4 separate regions of the Mus musculus genome follow, and regions 1, 2 and 4 are each linked to region 3. The links are chromatin contacts, called in public promoter capture Hi-C maps. All regions are on one chromosome and are shown on one strand. Each heading gives the region's core, a stretch centred on a gene start, on an enhancer-like site or on the middle of the called end of the contact. The rest is flanking DNA. Distances are from core to core; before and after follow the strand shown. Region 1 holds the start of Hacd2 (3-hydroxyacyl-CoA dehydratase 2). Region 2 holds the start of Ccdc14 (coiled-coil domain containing 14). Region 3 holds the start of Ndufb4 (NADH:ubiquinone oxidoreductase subunit B4). Region 4 holds the start of Sec22a (SEC22 homolog A, vesicle trafficking protein).

What was found. Promoter capture Hi-C pulls out the DNA fragments that hold promoters and counts their contacts.
Region 1: a contact with region 3 is called in a promoter capture Hi-C map of pre-B cells, with 6 times the contacts expected there. The contact joins the promoter of Hacd2 here to the promoter of Ndufb4 in region 3. A contact is called at or near these places in 1 of 39 promoter capture datasets (pre-B cells) and 3 of 484 Hi-C or Micro-C datasets (CD4 T cells, CD8 T cells and regulatory T cells).
Region 2: a contact with region 3 is called in a promoter capture Hi-C map of pre-B cells, with 7 times the contacts expected there. The contact joins the promoter of Ccdc14 here to the promoter of Ndufb4 in region 3. A contact is called at or near these places in 1 of 39 promoter capture datasets (pre-B cells), 1 of 484 Hi-C or Micro-C datasets (CD4 T cells) and 1 of 9 other capture datasets (liver).
Region 4: a promoter capture Hi-C map of pre-B cells shows a contact between it and region 3, with 4 times the contacts expected there. The contact joins the promoter of Sec22a here to the promoter of Ndufb4 in region 3. A contact is called at or near these places in 1 of 39 promoter capture datasets (pre-B cells) and 2 of 484 Hi-C or Micro-C datasets (CD4 T cells and regulatory T cells).

The regions. Positions count from the first base shown.
Region 1 is chr16:35,021,022-35,024,067 of GRCm38.p6, reverse strand. Hacd2 (3-hydroxyacyl-CoA dehydratase 2) reads right to left here and starts at 1,647. Exons shown (of 7, transcript NM_023587.2): 1 at 1,433-1,647. The coding sequence starts at 1,587. It overlaps LOC105246106 (a long non-coding RNA gene), which reads left to right and starts at 1,723. Exons shown (of 5, transcript XR_876048.3): 1 at 1,723-1,997; 2 at 2,130-2,226.
Region 2 is chr16:34,688,653-34,691,986 of GRCm38.p6, reverse strand. Ccdc14 (coiled-coil domain containing 14) reads right to left here and starts at 1,371. Exons shown (of 13, transcript NM_172824.3): 1 at 1,156-1,371. The coding sequence starts at 1,329. Gm35150 (a long non-coding RNA gene) reads left to right here and starts at 1,281. Exons shown (of 4, transcript XR_876043.1): 1 at 1,281-1,349.
Region 3 is chr16:37,652,619-37,656,107 of GRCm38.p6, reverse strand. Ndufb4 (NADH:ubiquinone oxidoreductase subunit B4) reads left to right here and starts at 1,740. Exons shown (of 3, transcript NM_026610.1): 1 at 1,740-1,928. The coding sequence starts at 1,749.
Region 4 is chr16:35,362,247-35,365,713 of GRCm38.p6, reverse strand. Sec22a (SEC22 homolog A, vesicle trafficking protein) reads left to right here and starts at 1,796. Exons shown (of 7, transcript NM_133704.4): 1 at 1,796-1,890.

The DNA of each region.
Region 1 (3,046 bases), core at 398-2,897, 2.6 Mb after region 3:
CTTGCTCTGGAGACCAGGCTGTTCTTTAACTCAGAGATCCACCATGCCCAGCCTGAGGGCATGTTGTTTCAACACCTCCTATCTGCAATACTAACAATCAGCCTACCACCCTCCAAGCCTATTTCTTCATTAAAAAGCAACATAATTTCTTTAGGCTTACAACGTTTGTGCAAGTGTGTATTATTGGCCTGTGCTAATACCAGCATCTGAGGAACATACAAAATTAGCTGATTCAAGTAAAGTGATTTGAAACAGGGTTTCACCGTATATATGCATTTTGTGTATATTTTAAGTTTTGATCCCTGCCAACGTATTTCCTACTGTAAAAGATAATTAAGAATGGATTTTCAAAATACAGTTTTAAATTTTTTCTGTATACTTGAAAGTCTTACAAAAAAAAAAAAAAAGCCATAGTGCTAGCACAGTAGTAGAGTACAAGCAAGTGTGAGGCCCTAAGTTCAATCGCCAGCACCAGTAAACAAACGGATGAATGCTTGCTAGGGAGTCAAGAGTGGTGTGGCACAGGCCCCTGATTCCAACAGTCACAAGATTGAGGCAGGAGAATCACAAGTTCCAGGCGAGCCAGGACTACATAATGAGTTCTGGTCAAAAAGAAAAAAGAAAAAAAAAAAAAAAAAAAAAAAAAACGGGAAAAGAAAGAGAAAAGGGAAGGGAGAACAGAAGGCAGGAGAAATTGCACCTAAGAAGTTTTACGACTTAGGAATTTCCTGACAATTTAAATTTATATGGTGATCCAGCTCACCAAAACCACCGGATTGCGAAACTGGATTCACCTAGCCCAACTCTACCTAACTGGGGGGGAAACAAAAAAACAAAAACAAACAAAAAAAAAAAAAAACCAAACCCACTAGAGACCCAGAGAAAGAAGCAGGTTTCTTCAAAGTCCCAGGGCGAGTTGTGTGAGAACTGGAACTAAAAGCCCTGCTATGAAGAGACAGACTTGAAATGGGGTAGACACCATCCCCAGAGTCGATTCTCTCCCTATCTCAACTTGCCCCAAGAAAATCTAAGTAATCCCCCTCCAAAGTCTCCGCCCCGGTCTCGGACCGCTCCGGCTCGGGCGGCTGGCGGAAAACTTCGACCACGTTCCTACCGCCTCCCAGACGAACGCTCCCGCCTGGGTTTTGAAAGCGGCCGCCTAAATGAATGATCTCCGCAGCCAGGCGGGCTTCCTCGCCGGGCTGGGGAAGTGCTGACCGGCCGCCCGGGGCTGGCCTCCGCGCCGCGCCGCGCCGCACCTGTGGCCCGCCCGCTCGCCCGCCCGCCCGCTCGCCCCGCCGCGGCCCTGACCAGGCAGCTCTGCGGCCAGCCTGCCCCATGCTCGCCCCGCGGCCGCCCCGGGCTGCGGGTCCGACCCCGCCGGTCACAGAGCTCGCTCCCCGCCTCCCCGGGGAGGGAGCTCCAGCCTCACCCCGCCGTCATCACCACATTGTAGATGACCAGGTACGCCGTGGCCACAGGCCCGGGGCCCTTCTTCTTCCGCGCGCCGCTGCTGTCGCCAGCCCCGACTCGGCCACTGCCGCCCCCATTCCCCTTGGTCGCTGCAGTCGCCGCCGCTGCCGCCATGTCAAGCGCCCGCAACCCCGCTCCCCTCGCGCCTGCACCTCAGACCCAACTGGGCTCTACGAGGGGGCGGAGGAAGGGACGAGGGAGAGGCGGGGCCGCGGCACGGGGCGGAGCCGGGACAGCGCCCACGGGGGCCGCCATCTTGGATGAGGGCAAAGACGCTCCAGGCGCTCGTCTCCGTAGCCGCCATCTTGGATAGGGGTAATTTCCTCCCAACTTCCGGCGCACAATCCGTGTGGGCATCCAGCGCCAGGTTTGATCAGGTTAATGTGAACCTGGGCCTCACTTGTCAGGCCTGTTCTTACGGATAATTTGTCTCTGGTCATTTGCTATCTTATGACCATCTCTTCCTGCTGGATCCAAATGATATGTCCTGGTCCTCGGTAACTTTAGCCTCTACCAGGTACCAGGTATCTTTACCCCTGTACACAGTTGCCCAAGTAGCTAGAGGGTGATTGACGTCAGTTAAGCTGTGTGTCCTGTTCAGAGAGCAGAAGGAACCAGCATTTTTGTAACATATTATCTTTCTCTTCTAATTGTAGCCAACTCGGGGAAATAGCCTTCAACAATTTCTTCCCTGTCTTTGGATTTTTTTTTTTTTAAACCTGCTCTCTTGGACACTCCCAACAGTCTCTAAAGGTTAGCCAGTTTTTCTCCATTTGTAGGCCTGCTTTTTATTAAAGAGGATTAAGGTCAATCAGTGGTTAGTGGTGGACCTTGTAAGGCAGTAAAGAGTTGTTTATACCTACAGGTTATGGGCTAGGTGGGAGGGAAATACTTCTACTGAGTTAGATCAGAAATAACTTCTGAAAGCTCCTTTAATCTGCTGACCCCACTCATTTCTTTTTTTAGTACTTTCTTCATAAAAAGTACCTTACTATCAGTGTTCATAAATATACTGGCATTTATGTAATGTAATAAAATATGTATTGATTCCAAGAAGTACTTGTGGAGCATATACAAGGTTGTATTGGAAAATATACATATTTCAAAATAAATGAAAGAAACAAACGTCGTCAGTCTTCAAGAGATTACACAGAAGGATCCAGGAATGAATCGATATGAATTAGCTGGTGAAAAGTGGTATCAGAAAATTATTACAATGATCCAGGTCACAATGATAGTGATTTAAGCCAGTGTGATAATAGTTGAAGTGAGGAACATTGAATTCTCAGAATATTTTAGAGTTAGTGAAATGTGTTGGGTAGAACATTTGGTTTTAAAGGAAGGTAAAAGGAGCATTCAGATTGCTTGGGAGAACAAGCTGTAAAAAGAAGTAAGTTTGAGCTGGACGGTGGTGGCTCAGGCCTTTAATCCCAGCACTTGGGAGGCAGAGGCAGGCGGATTTCTGAGTTCGAGGCCAGCCTGGTCTACAGAGTGAGTTCCAGGACAGCCAGGGCTACACAGAGAAACCCTGTCTCCCCAAACCAAAAACCAAAAAATAAAAAAAAGAAGAAGA
Region 2 (3,334 bases), core at 122-2,621, 3.0 Mb after region 3:
TACCAATTTCTCAACACCATCACCAATACTTATTTTGTGATAGAAAATATTTTAACTTCCATTTCTTTGATGACTACAGCATATTTCCCTAGACATATTGACAACATGCAACCATTCAAAAAAGGAAGTCTCAAGACAGGGTTTTTTTTTTGGGGGGGAGGGGGGAGTGCAAAATATACATTAGCAAGAAAGACAACATTATAGGTATGTTGTTAAATGGTGGGAAACAAAGTAAAACCCCAAGTCTACTATATGCCAAGTGCTTTCTAAATCTCCAAGACAGAGATGAAATATTCTAGTAGTAGACTAGCACCAGGTCCAACATGAAGTGATTTGTGGAAGATTGCAAGATGCGGAAGGTGGCCTGAAGCACGCCCAACTAGCGGAGATGTGATGGTGTTGGAAAAATATTCTAGAGACGGTTCTTGACATGAGGGCTAGAAGGAAAATAGAATTAACAGGCCCACCATAATTTGAAAAGACGTGGGAGCACGAAAGGTCAGAACGCCCAGGGCACAGCAGGGCTAAAACTAGTTTAGCTCTATTGGACCTGATTGGATGGGGCGGGAACTGCAAAGGATCCAAAATGGCTCTGTTCCAAGCCAAATGTGTATCTTGAAAATGGGTTTCCCTGTCGTACTTGGAGCAGTTACTAGAGAACATCAAGAGTCACGCGTTTGAGAACGGAGGGCGGGTACAGCCACTTACTGGGAGACTCCAACAACAGAGACAGAAGATCAGTTAAGAGAAGCACCGAGAAGCTGAATCCGGGGAGAGGATTAACTCAAGCTAAGATCCTAAGAACTTCTCTGATAGAGATGTTATTAGGCAGTCGGACAAATGACCAAGTCGGGCAAATTACTGGCTTTGTAGAGGCACAATTGCTGGATAACTACGTAATATTGGAAACAACTGCAAAGCACAGAGCGGGAAGGAGGTCACTGCACTGGTGATAAAGGCTGGGCTTCGAACCCGGGGTCTGACACCAAACTGCGCTCTGGAAGACTGGCACGGCCGCCCTGAATAAAGCATTCATCTAGGGACGTCCTCACCACTTCGGGCGCGCCGCAGTTACTATTTTTTTTCTAGCACCTTCCTAAATCCCCCTCGCCTCTCGCCACCCCACAGTGGACTCATCAGGTCCGCAGCCCTCACCTGGCCCGGTCGAGATCCGGACCTGACCATTTCTCTCAGCCTCAGAAGAGCCCAGGCGTAGGGAAACGAATACTTGAGAAAAAAAGAATTAACCGCCGAGATGTCCGGACCTCCCTTGTCCCGCCCCCTGAGCTTCCGCTTCCGGGAAGAAGGCCGCGGACCGCCGGGACTCATAGCCTCCTTGGCGCTAAAAGGTTTTCCTTCGGGTCGGAACCTGGAGCCCTGGGCGTGCGCAACAGACTCCGCGTGCTCCAGCTTGCCACGCCCAGGCGGAGAGTGGGAGAGGCCAACAGACGGCCCGGGGGGCGGGGCGGACGCGGGGGCGGGGCCTGATGTGGGCGGGGCCTTGCGGGAGGGGCGGGGCGAGGAACTCGTTGGCTTTGCAGCATTCTTCAAACTGGTTGAAGTGGGAACCAGGGCCTGCTAGCCCATTGGGTAAAGGACTACCGCTGGATTTCAGAAGCTTTGTGTACTGTTTTAAGTGTATTTGTTCTTGAGAGTCAATAGAAATCTAACCTGAACAGTGTTCAATGGTTTGGCTGTCTACTTTTTCTATCGAGATAATTGCTGTTGATAAAGGATGGCAGTATTTTTTACCACTGATAGCTGCACTAAATAGAGAATGGTGTTTGAGACACTATATTTGGGATTGTTTTAAATCAAGTTGGAGAGAAATTAACCCGGTTGACTCTTCTTTCTATGGTAAGATGGCTACCTTTGTTAAAAAAAAAAAAAAAAAAAAAAAGGGTTGTGTTGATTTTAAAACCCTGGGACCTGTAGAGACTTAGTGGATAAGAGCAACTCTTGCCCTTGCAAAGAACTCAGGTTGGATACCCACAGGTAGTGGGTCACAACCATGTGACTCCAATTTCAGAAGATCTAGTACTCTCTTCTGCCTCCTCAGGCACCAGTTGTACAAGTGGTACTCACATATGCATACGACATTTTAAAGAAGGATATATATGTATACACACGCGCGCGCGCATAATTTTGCTTGGCCTGAAACTTACAATGTAGACCATACTGGTCTGAAATTCACAAAGACCCTCCTGTTTTTGCCTACCTAATGCTGGTGCTAAAGGTGTATGCTATCACACCCTACTTAAATAAACCTTTTTTAAAAAATGAATTTAAATGGGGCTGGAGAGATGGCTTAGTGGTTAAGAGCACTGACTGCTCTTCCAGACATTCTGAGTTCAATTCCCTGCAATCACATGATGGCTCACAACCATCTGTAATAGGATCTGATGCCCTCTTCTGGTGTGTCTGAACAGCTACAGTGTACTCACATATATAAAATAAATAAATAATTCTTTTTAAAAAAATTAGTTAAAATGTAGCTGAATAGGTAGCACATAAGTTAAGAGCACTAGATACAACTGCAGAGGATCTGAGTTCAATTCCTAGCATCAGCTCACAGCTGTCTACAACTTCAGTTCCAGGGAATCCAGTGCGCTTTTCTGGCCTCTGGTCCCCAGCATGTAGTACACAGACATACACACAAGGAAAACATCTATACATGTAAGAATTTAAAAATAAATAAAATAAAAATATATACATTATATAAATAAAATTATATGCATATATATACACATATACATATTCCACAAGTAAAATCTTCCCATCTGTATAGTAAACACTCCAAGTGGAGGGATTTTAGTATTAGTTGTGTTGGCCACAAGGCAGCATGTTCCCCAGGATACTTATGAATGCCACCTAAAACAAATCTTAAATCTTACTTAAAATGATGAGGTGAAGGTTTTGCAATTTATTTTTAGTAGCTCTGTCTTAGTCAGGGTTTCTATTCCTGCACAAACATCATGACCAAGAAGTAGTTGGGGAGGAAAGAGTTTATTCAGCTTACACTTCCATACTGCTGTTCATCACCAAGGAAGTCAGGACTGGAACTCAAGCAGGTCAGGAAGCAGGAGCTGATGCAGAGGCCATGGAGGGATGTTCTTTACTAGCTTGCTTCCCCTGGCTTGCTCAGCCTGCTCTCTTATAGAACCCAAGACTGCCAGCCCAGAGATGGTCCCACCCACAAGGGGCCTTTCCCCCTTGATCACTAATTGAGAAAATACCCCACAGCTTGATCTAACGGAGGTACTTCCCCAACTGAAGCTCCTTTCTCTGTGATAACCCCAGCCTGTGTCAAGTTGACACATAAAACCAGCCAGTA
Region 3 (3,489 bases), core at 491-2,990:
AGCCAAGTTGAAGCTCTTTTTTGATCTAGCTTTCCTTGTTGGTGTTATTGTTTCCATTGTTGCCTCCTGAGGAGTGTTTTATGGGAAGCTAAGGACCCTGCTGTGTGCCTTGAAGTTGATCTTTCCCCTTAGTGATAGTGTGTGGGGGTGGGGGTGGGGGAGTGAGGAGTGTGAGTGGGAGGGAGTAAGGAGGGGTGGTGACAGGGGGTGGAGCATTGGAGGGGGGATGGGAGCGGGAGGTGCAGAGATGCTGAGAGCTGCATGTTACCTTCATTTACTCTCCAAATCATCTTTCCTGTTCTTATTCTCTTGAAACAGAGGTTTGTGGTGTACCCCAGGCCGGCCTTGAGCTCAGAGCTCCTGCCTCAGCCTCCCAAGGGTTTGCGGGAATGCACTGTTATTCTGCTTGTTACTTTCCTATCTGAAAGGATGTCTTTTACTTTCAGCACCTGAGGAGTGCTGAGGATTTAAGAGAGGTGTTTTTGTTTTGTTTTGTTTGCATTTTCACTAAGGTATTTACTCAGGAGTTTCATTCTTTATTATTTTCTGATCTACTACAGCCAGGTAAAACTTGCTCTGTAACCCCACTCTCCTTTTAAACAGTATTTTATGTCTTCAAAAGATAAGCTTATACTTAGGTGGTGAAGAACCAGTCTGCCTCCATCTTAGGTTTAAAAGCCATCTGATAGTAAAGACAAACTAAGTTAAACAAATTAACTTGATGAATTAAAGCTGTTAATTAATCAAAGATTGGGCTATGCCCCACCTGTAACCTTAACTACAAATGGTTCTGTACTGCCTGTTCCAGGAATAGCACTCACATTTTTGTTTCAAAAAGTTAATGTTTATCTTGCAAAAGGTTTGTATGGGTACCTTGTATGACTACCTGCTGTTATGACTGCCTTTGTGTCTTTGTTTCAGGAGACTAACTTATTATGCCTATATTCTGCTCCTGTAACTCCTATTTTGCCACAAATCCCCCATTTAGAACTCCTCTACCTCTGAGCTATAAAAGCCTTCCTCACATCCAATGAACCTTGCCTTAGGAGGAGGCAGGGGGAGGCAGCTCGTGTACAGGAATAAAAACCTGACTTTAATTAATCTGGACGAGATGATCTGAGTCGGTGGTCTTTCTCCTCCCATCTTTGGGGTTAACAGTGGATTGGTCCTAAAGTGGTAACCTTTAGAAAGCTTATTCTCTTTTTTGTTTGGGGTGGGGCGTAGCTAGGGAAATGTTTGAAAAGCAATTTCATTGTTTTCAATGTCTCATTTAATTCCAACAACCTTGCTAGGAGTGCAGAGTCAAGGTCATTTCTCCAGGGTAAGAAAAAGGAAATTTGGGAGACACTAATGACCTTGACTAATGACAAGGTCACCCAGGTTGGAAGAACCCACCCTGGACTGTAGGACTTCAGGAGTCACAGACAACCCAGTTTCCCAGTCTCCTCTAGTCTACTCAACTTCAGGAAATCAGTTCTGCAAACAAGTAGTAGCACAGAGAGAAAAGGAGTTTACCACCAGACAAGAGGAGGCAAAACGAGAAGCAGTGCGCACGCGCAGAATACGCGGGACGAGGGCGTGAAGGAGGATTGGCAAAGGCTCCACCCAGCCTCGAACCCCACCCCTCTCCCGCCCCTTCCTGCCAGAGCGCCTTGTGCGCGCGCAGGCGCACTTCCTGAGCCTGAAGGTCAGACTCGAGAGGGCAGCCCTCATATCCGCGCAGGCGCAGATGTGCGCCGGGAGTCAAGATGTCGGGTTCCAAGTATAAGCCTGCGCCCCTGGCCACTCTCCCCAGTACCCTCGACCCTGCCGAGTATGACGTGTCTCCGGAGACCAGAAGGGCGCAGGTCGAGCGCTTGAGCATAAGGGCCCGGCTTAAACGGGAGTATCTGCTTCAGTACAACGACCCCAAACGCGTGTCGCACATCGTGAGTGGGGCCGGGCGGGACTGTGGGCCGGGGCAGCCGCATCTCGCGTGGGCACACGCGGGGCCGCCCAGCTCCCTCCGTGTGCTGGACACCGGCCCCGAGCCGCACAGCCCTTGGCCCTTCAACTTCGGCCTTCGGCTCAGTGGTCAAAGGGATCGGACGGCTTCCCCCTTGGTTTAGAGAAACTTGTTCCACTCTGCATAGTCTCGGCTTTCTTGTCTGAAACATGGCCATAATATGGTCCTTCATATCTTTTGAGGCAGATTAACACATGACTGACTAATCTAGCACAGTATCTTCCTCGAAAAGGGCGTGCTCAAGCCCGGTTCTCCCAAGTGTACTGCATAAAAAGCTGTTTTGTGCCATTCAGCTCCTAACTCTCAAGGACACTTCTTTCTTTCTCTTGAGAATAGGGGTTGTTCAAATGAAGTGTGTTATAGAAGCTGAGGCTTTGATGCATTCGGCTTTGGAAGCAGACCTCATGGCCCCATATAATAACCAACTATGATCCCTGGGCAATTTACGTAATCCCTCTCAAACCATAGCTTTTTTGTGTTCTCGTGGAAAATGGTGTGCATCCGTCAGATTTGTGAAATCAAACAAGAAAGTACGTAGCATTACTATGTATGTAACATACATCACTAAAAAAATATTTTGGCAAGTGTGCTTTTAGACAGTTTCTTCTGTAAAAGCTGTCTAAATATCTCAAATGGGATTTTTTTTTAAATAAAGATTTTCCAACAATTGCATACATATTCTCTATCATTTTTGAAAGTTAGAACAACCAAGGGAAAGTTACACAAAGTGGTCAGGTTCAATGCTAGTCTCCAGGTGGCTCAGAATGCCAGGTCCTCCAGCCACAGCCTCACATACTGGGGTTACTGCCACTTGAAACCCATGCCTGGTCTGAAAGACATTTAAAAAAATTAAATGTCGCAGTCATTCACAGAGGTTACTGTGTTAGTCTCTTGGCTTTCTAGATGAGACTGTATGGACAGTGACACCCAGAAACAGGTCACACACCCTAGTCTGTGTGACTTATATTACCTTCTGCACAGATAGAGTATCCTCAAGCAGACCTTTGTTTACATGGTGAAAGAGATACACCTGTTCTATACTATAAGCTAGATAGCATGGGATTGTTACTATTTTTTTTTTTTTTTCAGACAGGGTCTGAATATACAGCAGCCCTGGCTGTCCTGGAAATCAGTATGTAGAACAGGCTGGCCTTGAACTCACAGAGATCAACCTGCCTCCGCTTTGTGAGTGCTCACATTAAAGGCATGAACCACAACACGGGGCCTGTTTGTTTGTTTAACTTTTTAAAAGTAACTAGAGTAAGGCCTCAGTCAGATGTGAAGTTTGAACCCCCAGTCGTCTGTTTTTTGATCTCTGTAACCCAGGGAAGTTTCCATTTCGCATCTCTAATAGAAATAGAGACACCTGCCTCCTTAGCTGCCCCATTAATCGTTTACCAGCCAAAACTTGTGCACCCTTTGTCTAGTCTTTAGGGGTAACTAATTAGGTCAAAAATAACTGCTCAGGACCTATTATGAGACGA
Region 4 (3,467 bases), core at 547-3,046, 2.3 Mb after region 3:
TGTGGTGATTTGTATACAGTTGTTGATTGTCGTTCTTTTTCCTTAGACTGTGTGACTAGTCCACCACCTACTCATTCTATAGACATTTTAATACACATGAATACATTTCTGCTGGAACTTTATCTCAGAGTGGAATGCCCTGTTAAGTCATACTAAGAATTACCAAATACATAATTAGTTCAGATCTCCCCTCTGAGCCCTAGGCATACTTATCCCCAACTGCCTCTTGACATTCCCATTTATAGGTCTTCAAATTTAACATAGCCCACATGTTTGCTACACTTTGAGAATCCTAATGGCTTCTTAACCCATCTAGTTACCTAAGGCACCATGTTTAATAGTCTCCTTTATTTTGACCTGCTCCAGAAAATCAGTCCATTAAGACCCATGAACTCCACCTATGATTTATTAATATCTTGAAATTGTCCATCTCTTTCTGCCTCTACTGCCATTATCTTTGTTTAAGCCACCATCATTTGTGGCCTTGACCAATACAACTGCCTCCAAACTGGCCCATCAGTAACCCTTCTTGCTCCCTATCCATCCATCTCCATAAACAGCAAAATGAGCTTTAAAATATGTAAATCAGATCCTACTTAAGAATCTTTATTAGCTCTGTGAATTGATCTTAGGGTGTGTTGCTGAAGTCTGAACTGTATAAAGTAGCCAAAGAGAGTTAGACCTTGCCTCATCTCAGCCTAAACTTCTTGCCCCTACATACTTTCTGCTTTAGGCTTTTTATTGATGAAATTAACCATAGTGACCAAAGGCAACTGGGTGTGGAAAGGATTTATTTCATCTACGAAAAGAAGTGAGGGCAGGAGCTCAAGGCAGGGATCTGGACAGGAAGTGAGGCAGAAGTCATGGAGGAGTGCTGCTTACTAGCTTGCTCCCCATTGCTTGCTCAGCCTACTTTCTGGTACAACATAGAACTACCTGCACTGGGGTGAAGACCGCCCACATTGGGCGGGGCTCTCCTGTATCATCGTCAATCAAGGCAATATCCTACACACTTGCCCACTAGGCTAATTTTACAGAGGGTTTATCAAGATTCCTTCTTCTAGCTATGTGAAGGTTTCTGTCGAGTTGACAGAAACCAACCATCACGACTTCCTAGTACAGTTAAATGCTCACAAATCATGTTTCCAGGGTCTAGAACATTTTTAAGGGTCCCTTAATATACCTTGACCTTAAAAGGTACGTAATCATGGAGCTCTTCCCCGACAGTCCACAACTCATTCATCAATGTACCTATTAGTTTTTCTTCACAGTACCAGTCAAATGTACATTTCTGTAACAATTTACCTTAATGCCTTTTATTCCTATTACACCTTAAAAGGAGTGCTGTGGACATTCCTGTAAAACATGCTTAAGATGCTGCCGACCATTTAATTGACATTCAGCATATCCTTGTTTAATAATACTTAACCTCGTGAAGGCTGGGAGGAGCTACTGAGGCTTTTCTCTCTGTTTTGCTAAGTTTCTTTGTGTAGTGCCTGATGGAAGAAGATCCTTTCCCTGTTCACCAGAGAGAGCTTTTCCTCTGTCCCGAGTGGCGCACGAGAGACAAACTGCTTCCCGACACAAAGCAGCAGGTGAAGGAGATTAGCCTTATTTCCGAAGGACAGCATAATTCTCTTCTTAGAAGAGAAGGCAATCTCCTGGCGCAGGTGCAGGAAAACCTGCCAATCTCCGCCGGAGGAGGCGGGGATAGGGCGGGCCTCGGAAAGGGGCGGGTCTTTGGATGCTTCCCACGGCGTCCGATAGGCCCGTGCGAGCTCCGCCGGCGCCAGCCACGTTGGACGCGGGCATCCCCGCTGGAAGGCCACTCCCGGCCCCACAATGCACTGCGTGGCACGTCACTCCGAGCCGCGGGTCCCGGAGCGACAGGTATGGCCCGGCCCCTCTTTTCAGCTTCCTCTGGGTCTCCCGGAGCTCTGGCCGGCTGCTCGCGCCGCTCTCTCGGAGTTCCACCTCGGCTTGACCGGTAGTTGTCCGAGCCGGAGCTTGGTGGCGGTGGCCTCAGAGCTTAGGAGGACGGGCGTGCAGGGTCCGAGTCCCTGCGACCTAGGGCTGCGAGCCTCGCGGGCGGCGGTTGCTGTTTAGCAGGCCTGTCCTAGGATGGGCGGCTGGAGTAGGGGCTGCTGACGGGGAGGGACGGCCGTCCCGGGCTGCCAGCGAGCCGTAGTGTTGACTCCCTGGCTCCCGATGTCAGCAGCACACCGACTCACTCGGGCTGGTAGGTGGCCCGAGAGAGCTTGAGGTGGCATTCCTACTTTCTTTTGGGCGGGGTAGCTTGTACCCTGTGATTTGTGAAGTCTGAATGGGCGTTGCAGTTGGACATCTTACTCGTTGGCTCTGGGAAATCCCGTGAGGCCCTGTTTTAAAGGTGCTTTGCGACTCTCTGTGGCAGAAAAGAGACCTGAGAAATTGGCTCCACAAGTGGGGAGTCTCCTGCTGCTTAGCTTCCGGGATCACCATCACCTGGGGGCAGGTGGAACTCTTCAGAACCCGCCCCTCCTGTGCTTAACCCTGGGCAGAGCCTGGGTGTCCCGCCAGGCTACACGTGATAGAATCCCAGCGGATTAGTACAACCACCATTTTTTTAAAAAACGGAATCACATTCCATGTTACTGGTACCCACTCGTTTGCCAGTACCGTGAGAAGTCGGTTTCTTAAACAATACTTAGAACTTCTAGTGTGTAAAGGAAGACTTGAGAGCTGAACCTGACACCCGTAACCAAAAGTTACTAAAGGATCGGCCGTTTCCACTTAAGAAGATCACATCAGTTTAGTACTTGATTTTTAGAGACTGGGTAAAGTTTAAGTATATTTTAGTTTGGTGTATGAAAAGACACTAGCAAAGAGATACTTGCCACCTTCCTCTCCATGTAGTAACGAAGCCTGGGTATGTTTAGAGGCAGTGTCTTATAGAGTTATTAGAGTTAGTAACAACTTATTACTTACTAGGGGTTGAACAAATGACTTAAGCTTTTGGAACCTGTGTTTCTTCCAAAGCAAAGTGAAACAAATACCCAACCTTACCGGTTCCCGGAAGGTTCAAATGAGGTGTATGAAGTGGATCTTAAATTCAATTAAAAAAAAAAGATAGGTAACTCCTATAATATTCTGTCATATTGTACCTCTGGGCACTGTAGGCAGGTCATTATTAGAGCTTGCAGGGTTCGTAGTTGGGTGAAATGGATGGCTGCCTTTCTCCAGTCACTTGCATAGCAACTTGTAGCACTATGAACACTGACCAGTAGGGGTGAAGCATATGTGTGCCACAGCATAGGTATGCAGGTCAAAGGATAACCTAAGGTATTGGTTCTTGCCTTCCCACCTTGTTTGAGACAGGGTCTCTTGTTCACTGCAATATACCAGGTGATCTGTCCTCAGAGCTTCTGGGAACTCTTTGTGTCTCCAATTCCCATCTACCTGTAGGAGCCCTGGATTATAGATATCTC